2 separate regions of the Danio rerio genome follow, and region 2 is linked to region 1. The links are chromatin contacts, called in public Micro-C maps. All regions are on one chromosome and are shown on one strand. Each heading gives the region's core, a stretch centred on a gene start, on an enhancer-like site or on the middle of the called end of the contact. The rest is flanking DNA. Distances are from core to core; before and after follow the strand shown. Region 1 holds the start of ran (RAN, member RAS oncogene family). Region 2 holds the start of ctbp1l (C-terminal binding protein 1-like).

Evidence for each region. Hi-C and Micro-C count contacts between places; a contact is called where the count stands out from the background.
Region 2: a Micro-C map of caudal fin shows a contact between it and region 1, with 3 times the contacts expected there. The contact joins the promoter of ctbp1l here to the promoter of ran in region 1. A contact is called at or near these places in 2 of 18 Hi-C or Micro-C datasets (caudal fin and hematopoietic stem cells) and 2 of 4 datasets of contacts at active chromatin or transcription factors (caudal fin and embryo).

The regions. Positions count from the first base shown.
Region 1 is chr14:25,978,571-25,982,509 of GRCz12tu, reverse strand. It overlaps ran (RAN, member RAS oncogene family), which reads right to left and starts at 2,056. Exons shown (of 7, transcript NM_131309.3): 1 at 1,925-2,056; 2 at 1,252-1,327. The coding sequence starts at 1,284. LOC103908747 (a long non-coding RNA gene) reads left to right here and starts at 1,314. Exons shown (of 5, transcript XR_012389727.1): 1 at 1,314-2,410; 2 at 2,506-2,682; 3 at 2,912-3,202; 4 at 3,296-3,661; 5 at 3,778-3,939.
Region 2 is chr14:26,131,017-26,134,955 of GRCz12tu, reverse strand. It overlaps ctbp1l (C-terminal binding protein 1-like), which reads right to left and starts at 1,654. Exons shown (of 11, transcript NM_131714.3): 1 at 1,541-1,654; 2 at 446-503.

The DNA of each region.
Region 1 (3,939 bases), core at 807-3,306:
GGTTTTTAAAAAACATTAATTCAATAAATAGAATTTTACAAAACATGACAACTAAAATGAAGCTATGAGAAAGTCTTACCTCTCTGATTTATATTTGGTGATAATGTGGGCATTAAAATTAAAAGATAGATAGATAGGCGGAAATATATACATCTATCCATCCATCTCCCCCCTCAAATTTAAATACATCACAATTGTATTTCTTTTAACTGTCAGTTGTATTTAAAGAAAAGTTATGATGAAGCAATGTTTTGCTTTTGACATTTAAAATTTGTGGCTAAAAATGAGCTATTAACTTTTTTTTATGGGGCCAGTGAAAATTTTGGCAGGGCAAGTAAAAATCCTAACTACTGGCTTGATTGGGCCAGTAGAAAATTCTTAGCACTGTATAACCCTTTTACAGCTTGAAAAGAAATTAAGATATGGATTTTTTTTTATATCCTATAAAATACATCTCCCACATGTAAAACAGTGATGGTCAATGGGGTAACATTATACAAATGTAATAAATTAAGATCTAAAGGTCTAATTGTTTTTAAAATTTAATATACAGCCACTACTATCAATAAAGCTTCATTTTATGTCATATTACATCTACATTTCAACAGGGCAAATTAATTTTAAAGGAAATCAATCCTGGGTTTAGGAATCAATAGAAAACACTAGAATGCAAGTATGAGGCAAGAAAAACTATCGGGCAGTTTGTGGAGGTTAAAAACTATGAGAAACATCTAATTTAAAACTATACCATTAGGAATAATGGCAATAACTACAATAGCAATGGTAATTTGTGTCAACAAAAGTTTCAATATTATCCAACTATAATAATATTGCTAAAGGGTCAAAATTAGAAGATTCTGCCCTGGTAAGTCTTGACAATATTAAATTATATAAAGCAATGTTGTACAGATTGTTGTAATAGACTATAATACAGAAACTAAAATAACAAAATATAAAACAAACTGGTTAAAGACAATTACACAAATTTAACATCATTTACTAAATAACTACAGTTTATTAGTAATAATAAACAATTATATGTAGTATAGTATGTAGTAAAAAATATCCTTAAATTCAGCATCAAGTGGGTTCTCGCGCTTCAATGCACTCGTTATCAGCAAGGAGTCTGCGAATTCACTAACGTTACGAAACAGTTTAGAAACTTAATGTGATGAACATGTAAACACTCAAACTGGGGCTTTAATTTGTTACCACAGACTGTCGTGCCTTTAAAGTGAAAGTGTAAGTTACCTTAAACTGAACTTGTGGCTCGTTCTCCGCCATCGCTGTACTGTGAGTGTGTGTTGGTCTTTGTGCTGCAGTCACTCTGCGGGAGAGATGGCGGGACGGTTAGTCACATCACACAAAGGCCGCACCAATTCCAAATAAAGGCCACGGGACCACAAGATTACTCAAATAAACCTTTTCGAGCCAATATTAAAAACAAAACCGCTTTTAGAACTTAAAACAAACAAATGTAATGCTCATTGAACAACACGCAGATCTAAATAAGGGGATGCGCGCGAACACACGAGGCCGCTGCCGCTGAAGCCTAAACTTCACAATACAGCGGCCGCCCGAAGGCCTCAAACAGGCCGTCAACATGAAAATCAACAAATAGCGAATTTAGTAGTTTTTAGAAATCCAGAAATTAGTTTAGTTGACAGAACTTAAAACGAAGTAAGTGTTGTTTCCGCGGCTCCAAGATCGCGCGCTACCAACAACTCGGGATGGCGCTACGACAGAGATGAGCCATGATGAAACACTCAAAACTGCACATCTGCGGCCAATAAAACGATCAGACTGACTTACTAGCGCCTGGGCACTGCAGAAAAGCTTTCAGATGTGTTTAGTCGGCGCTGAAAATAAAACGTGTTAGTGAAAAGAGTGTGTGATGAGATGAACGCAGTCGTTCCGCACTCACCGGTGTTGAAGTGATCGAGGAAGAGAGCAAATGGCTGCGCCCGCGCGGGATTCAGCATGGCTCACATAAACGCTTCCGCCCCACCACGTGACCTGCTGCTGCCGCGGGACAACAGCGTCATTTAGTGGCAGAAGAGCGAACCTTTTACAGCATATCACTCAATTTTCTTCGGCTTTAGTTCTTACTTTATCATGAGTGAAGAGCGAATAGATTAAAGGCATAAGTCACCCAAAATGAAAGTTCTGTAGACATTTATTCACTCTTTACTTGTTTCAAAACTAACTAGTTTTCTTTTTTAAATAAAAACCGACATTTTTAAGAAAGCTGGAAATCTGTAACCTTTGAAAGAGATGTGTGCACAATTTCCAAGACAAAATCCTGCCCCAACCAGGCAATGAATCTTCTGCCCGCTGAATAAAACGAGAGATAAAGGTAAGGAGCAGGTTGCCCTCTCAAGTGTCACCTTTGAGGACAGAAACACTGAAGGTAAATACATACAATTGTTACATTATGAAATTCAATTTGCACGTACGTACTAAAATAGTAATACAGCATGTTTTGGTCGATGTGCCCCTCTTTAGATCAAGATTCTTTAATAGATTGTTCTCTGAGTCATGAACTTCAGAAAATTGAGCAGAACGTCCAGCTCCAATTCCATTTCCAGCAAGACATCCAGCTCCAGCAGCCCGTCCAGCTTCAATTCCAGCAGCCTGCCCTTGATGATCAGCAGGTTCAACATCTGGCTCAAGACTTCAACGGTATATTGACCTTTATATGTATTTTGTCAACAATGTTCATGCTATGTTCCAACATCATAATATGTGTTAGCTATCTACCGGTACTTAATGTTTTATAGAAGCCTTTTTTCCTAAATCGAGTTGTGGAGACATGTGAAATAACCCTAAGGAAAGTTGTTCCTAATACATATGGAAATATTCCTTTTTATATGTTCACTAATGATAACTCCAATTACTTTACTTTTTGTAGGTGACATTTTGGGCTGCTATAAAATTGTACAAAAGCTTGGTAAGGGAGGACACGGCACAGTCTTCAAAGCGATTTGCTTGATGGACGGTCTTGAGGAACTACATTTTTACTCACTACATCTTAGCTAAATGTTTCTCTCACTGCCTGTTCAGGTCCTTTTATTGTGTCACGTTACATTGAAAACGTTTAATAAATGTGACTAATTCACCAACATTACAATTGTTGTGTTTTGTTAATCAGGTGGCATTGAAGGTTGTTTTGAAGAGGAACAATATGGATTATCTCAGCATTGTAGTTCTCTTGATTTTTAGTTCAAGATATGTTAATTATAGCCAAAAAAAGAATTTTCAAACATCACTGACAACAAATTTCTATCTTCTACAGCCTGGTCATCCTACTCCCCTTTCATTAGAAGTTGCACTAACAATACTTGCTAACGAAGGATTCCTCAGATCATCCAGATGCTGGAGTGGCAGGAGCTGCCAGACTCTTACATCATGGTTTTGGAGCACCCCTTACCCTGCAAAGACCTTTTTGACTTCCTGGAGCACTATGAAGGAACCCTCAGTGAAGACGTGGCACGGTACATCATGTGGCAGGTAGTGCAGGCTGCCCACATGTGCTGTCAAAGAGGAATCCTCCATCGCGACATTAAATTAGACAACCTGCTAATCAACAAGGACACCTATGAAGTCAAGCTTATTGACTTTGGGTGCGGTGACATCCTAAAAACATCAGCCTGATTCTGTGGTATATTGTCCTTCAAGTCTGTAGTTAAGGACCTAAATTCTAACAAGCAGCTACACCATATTTTGAAAAGCATAAGCTTTCTTACTGTAACTAATAAAGAATATCTTTTTTTCCAGGAAAAGAAATGTACAGCCCTTCTGAGTATCAATCAACAGGCGGATACTACAGCAAATCTGCAACCATTTGGTCACTGAAGATCCTTTTATTTGAACTGCTGTGCAGAAAGCCTCCAGAAAACATTGACCTGGACATGACCCATGCATGGCTGTAGTCAAAAT
Region 2 (3,939 bases), core at 405-2,904, 150 kb before region 1:
CGAATAAACCCTGTGAATTGTATTGGAATCTGTGTTCTGGAAACTAATGAAGACAGCAGAAGTCAATGATTCATTTGATTTAGCCCGACATGTTTACTGCTCCAAAATATTATAAATGTTTTCTCATATAAAATATTTTATGTTCAAAGTGGAAAAAGTAGTTTTTTACCCAGACATTTAAAAAGAATATATTTTATAGCAGTAATCACAATACCGTCAAACTTATCATACCGTCAGAATCTTATATCAGCCCATGCCTACTCTGATCTAATAATCATGTAAAAATAACATGCACATTTTCATCTGGTGTAACACACAACTACCTGTTTGTGAAGTTACACTGTGAGGCTCGTTCACCCACATATATGACAGATTTGTAAAAATAGAGATGACTGAAAATAATAATAATAATAATAATAATAATAATAATAATGCAACCACCTACTTGATGATGTCAAAGCAAATCAACCACTCTGCTGACGTCACAGTCTTTACAATGGCAGCTGAAGGGGGAAATTAAACATTTATGAAAGAGAACAGACCATGAAGATGGAATTAAGTCAAAATCATAAGAATGCACAGACATTTAATTACTTTTTCATAATACACGAAATTGTAAGTCTCGTGTGCTCGCAATAGAAATAACGCCCATTTCACATGCATTGATGTTGTAGCGCCTCAAACACTCCAAACGACCGTTTAAAACAAGTTTTTAAAACCACTCCAGTTACATTTTGCACCATTGGATATCCAAATAAAACGATCAGAGGAGGCAGATAAACGTGTTTAATAAACAGTACTGTTTAGTAGGTACGTTTTGATGGCTTATTTGAAGTATGAGACAAGTAAAGAATCACAAAGTTAAAACTTCTTCATCTATTTTCTTTCTAAACATCACTGTGGTTGTGTTGTGTAGTCCAGCGCAGGAAAACTAAGTTAAATTAAGTGAAATATTGATGAATCCTGCGAGGATATTGCTATCGCCGCGTCTCTCCGCCGGGAATGATCGCGGGACCGCTGGACTCCGCGCGCGGACACTCGGCGAGCGCCAGATCAACGGTTGCGGACTCAAATACTCACGTTAATCACCACAAAACTGCATTTTCGGTCAATTAAAACGGAAGCGTCCTAGTTTTGTCGCGTCGCCCGCTCGCTGCAAGTTATTCAGTTAGCCTTGCGCTAGCTAATTAGCAGATGCAGCAAGACACAATGCAACTGACTACACAATTAACCCCAAAACAAGTGGACAAAACAGTTCACGGAAGTCTTATGAACTTATTTTTGTTTTAAAGTGGGAATTATAACTATATTCGTCGTTAGCATCGTTGCTCTACTTGCTGTAAAATACGCACTGAGAAAGGCGCTTTGACTGTGGTTGCTAACTGAGCTACCAAACATTAAACACACTCACACATACACATAGTATGAGAGGTACACAGTAATAATAACACATAGCAGTCTCTTAGCGCACACAATCGAGACTCCGATGTGAGTAATGTGTCAAATATGACCCAGAAACGGAGTAACGCGCCCCACTCACCCGACAAAAAGGCGTCTCTGGAGGTTGATGTGCGGGTCAGTGTGGTCACGGTAGGTGAATCAACTCTTCTCCGCTATCACTCGCCATGAAATCTGCACAGAAAAGGAAGTCGAGGCCGCACAGACAACGTGCTGTGAAAGAGCGAATATTCAGAGTGCAAACATGAGCTCCGCGCGGACGAGCGCCTCCCGCAGGCCGCTCTGCGGTACCTCAAGCGGGAAATTGAGACTGAGCTCGCTCGGTTTAAATTCAACATACATCCGATTAATTTGGATGTACTTGACAAACACAGCGAACAGATGAGTAAGATGTGTCGCACTCTACACTTGACACGTGGTCATTTAGTAGCTATTCAGCTTTTATCTTGAGCTGTGGTTGTGAAATTCGTTATGCTGGCAAACTGCCTGTATGTAAGTCTGTGTGCTTAAATTTGGTCATCAATTATTCAGTGACAAGTATTTATTTTTACCCTCTAAAAGTACAATTTAAAAATGCTTTTAATTGTAGTATTCCTCATTAATATTCTATGGGATGAGTTATGCAGGACCTAAAGAAAACTGTGTTGAATAATGTCCTCTTGTTTTGTTTGCTCAAGTGGCAAACTTATAAAACCTAGCCATGTCTTGAACTATTCAGATAAAATAAACTATTTAAAAAAATTTAACCATTTTTTAAAATTGGATGTTTATGTAAAATATGCTTATTCTTTATGTCATAGATAATATCTCTTTAGCAAAAACATCACTGCAGTCAGTTCAGACCAACCAAAACTTAAACTTGGTGACATCAAGTCATAAAAATATCAAAATATTTATAAGGGACAGGGGCTGTTTTTTGTGTCTGTCACTGAATTTTTCTTATATTGAGGTTTGAAAATTGTATAGACTCAGACCTCATTTAGGTACATGATTGATCGCCATTGTGATAGATTTATTTGATTTTATTGGACAAATAAAAATAAAATGCTTAGAATTTTTTATTTCCCATTCATTACGTATGAGTTCCCATTTTTGGGAATGATTAAGGATTTTTTCTGCTGCTTAACATTGTTGATTTGAGTTTGTGTTCAGATGGTAAAGTTAGAAAAACTGAACTGCTCAGGTTAAGGAAACTATTAAAAAACAATTAAAATAAAATGATTTTTCCAAAAATGTCCTTAGTTGGTGGTTCATTCCTCTGTGGCGACCCCTGAAATTAAGAGACTAGGTTGAAGGAAAATGAATGAATTAATTAATATGCTTATGGACTCTTGAGGGTTAAAATGCCACTGATCTCCATTATGTCGCTCAAAAAGGCTGGTCGTCCATGAAAGACAAACATGCATGAAAGGACAGAACAATGCAGAAAATCTTATCAATTCAAGGCTGTAGCTGGAATTGATTATCAGTTCAGCACTGAACAGTGTAAAGATGTGTCTCATTCAGTGTCTCGACACTTAAAACAAGTGGATCGAATGTTTACTCTGCAGTGACCAAACCAAATCAAAAGACTACACCAACATTTGCTGAGGAGCACATGCAGATGGGAAGCATCAAACTGGGGAAAGACTGAAGCCAAAGTGTCTGCATTAAAGTCAGTAAAAAGTGGAGGTGAAGAGCGGTGGTTTGGAGATTCTTTTGTTCAGCAGGACTTGAATCTCTAATAAAACGAAATGCCAAAGAGAACACAAATGTTCACCAGGAGCTCCTTCAGCAACATGTGCTTCTTCCCCTCAGTTCACCTACTCAACTACACAGCAGGACAATGAAGCCCATCACACAGCAAACACAGGTAAAGCAATTCATTCATTGATTTTCTTGTCGGCTTAGTCCCTTTTTTTAATCCGGGGTCGCCACAGCGGAATGAATGGCCAAATTATCCAGCACGATCGATAGATAGATAGATAGATAGATAGATAGATAGATAGATAGATAGATAGATAGATAGATAGATAGATAGATAGATACTGTAGACAGATAGATAGATACTGTAGACAGATAGATAGATAGATAGATAGATAGACAGACAGACAGACAGACAGACAGACAGACAGACAGATAGATACTGTAGATAGATACTGTAGATAGATAGATAGATAGATAGATAGATAGACAGACAGACAGACAGACAGACAGACAGACAGACAGACAGACAGACAGACAGATAGATAGATAGATAGATAGATAGATAGATAGATAGATAGATAGATAGATAGATAGATAGATAGATAGATAGATAGATAGAGATAGATAGATAGATAGATAGATAGACAGATAGATAGATAGATAGATAGATAGATAGATAGATAGATAGATAGATAGATAGATAGATAGATAGATAGACTGGCCACTTTATTAGGTACACCTCTCCAACTGCTTAGTAATGCACATTTCTAATCAGCCAATCACATGGCAGCAACT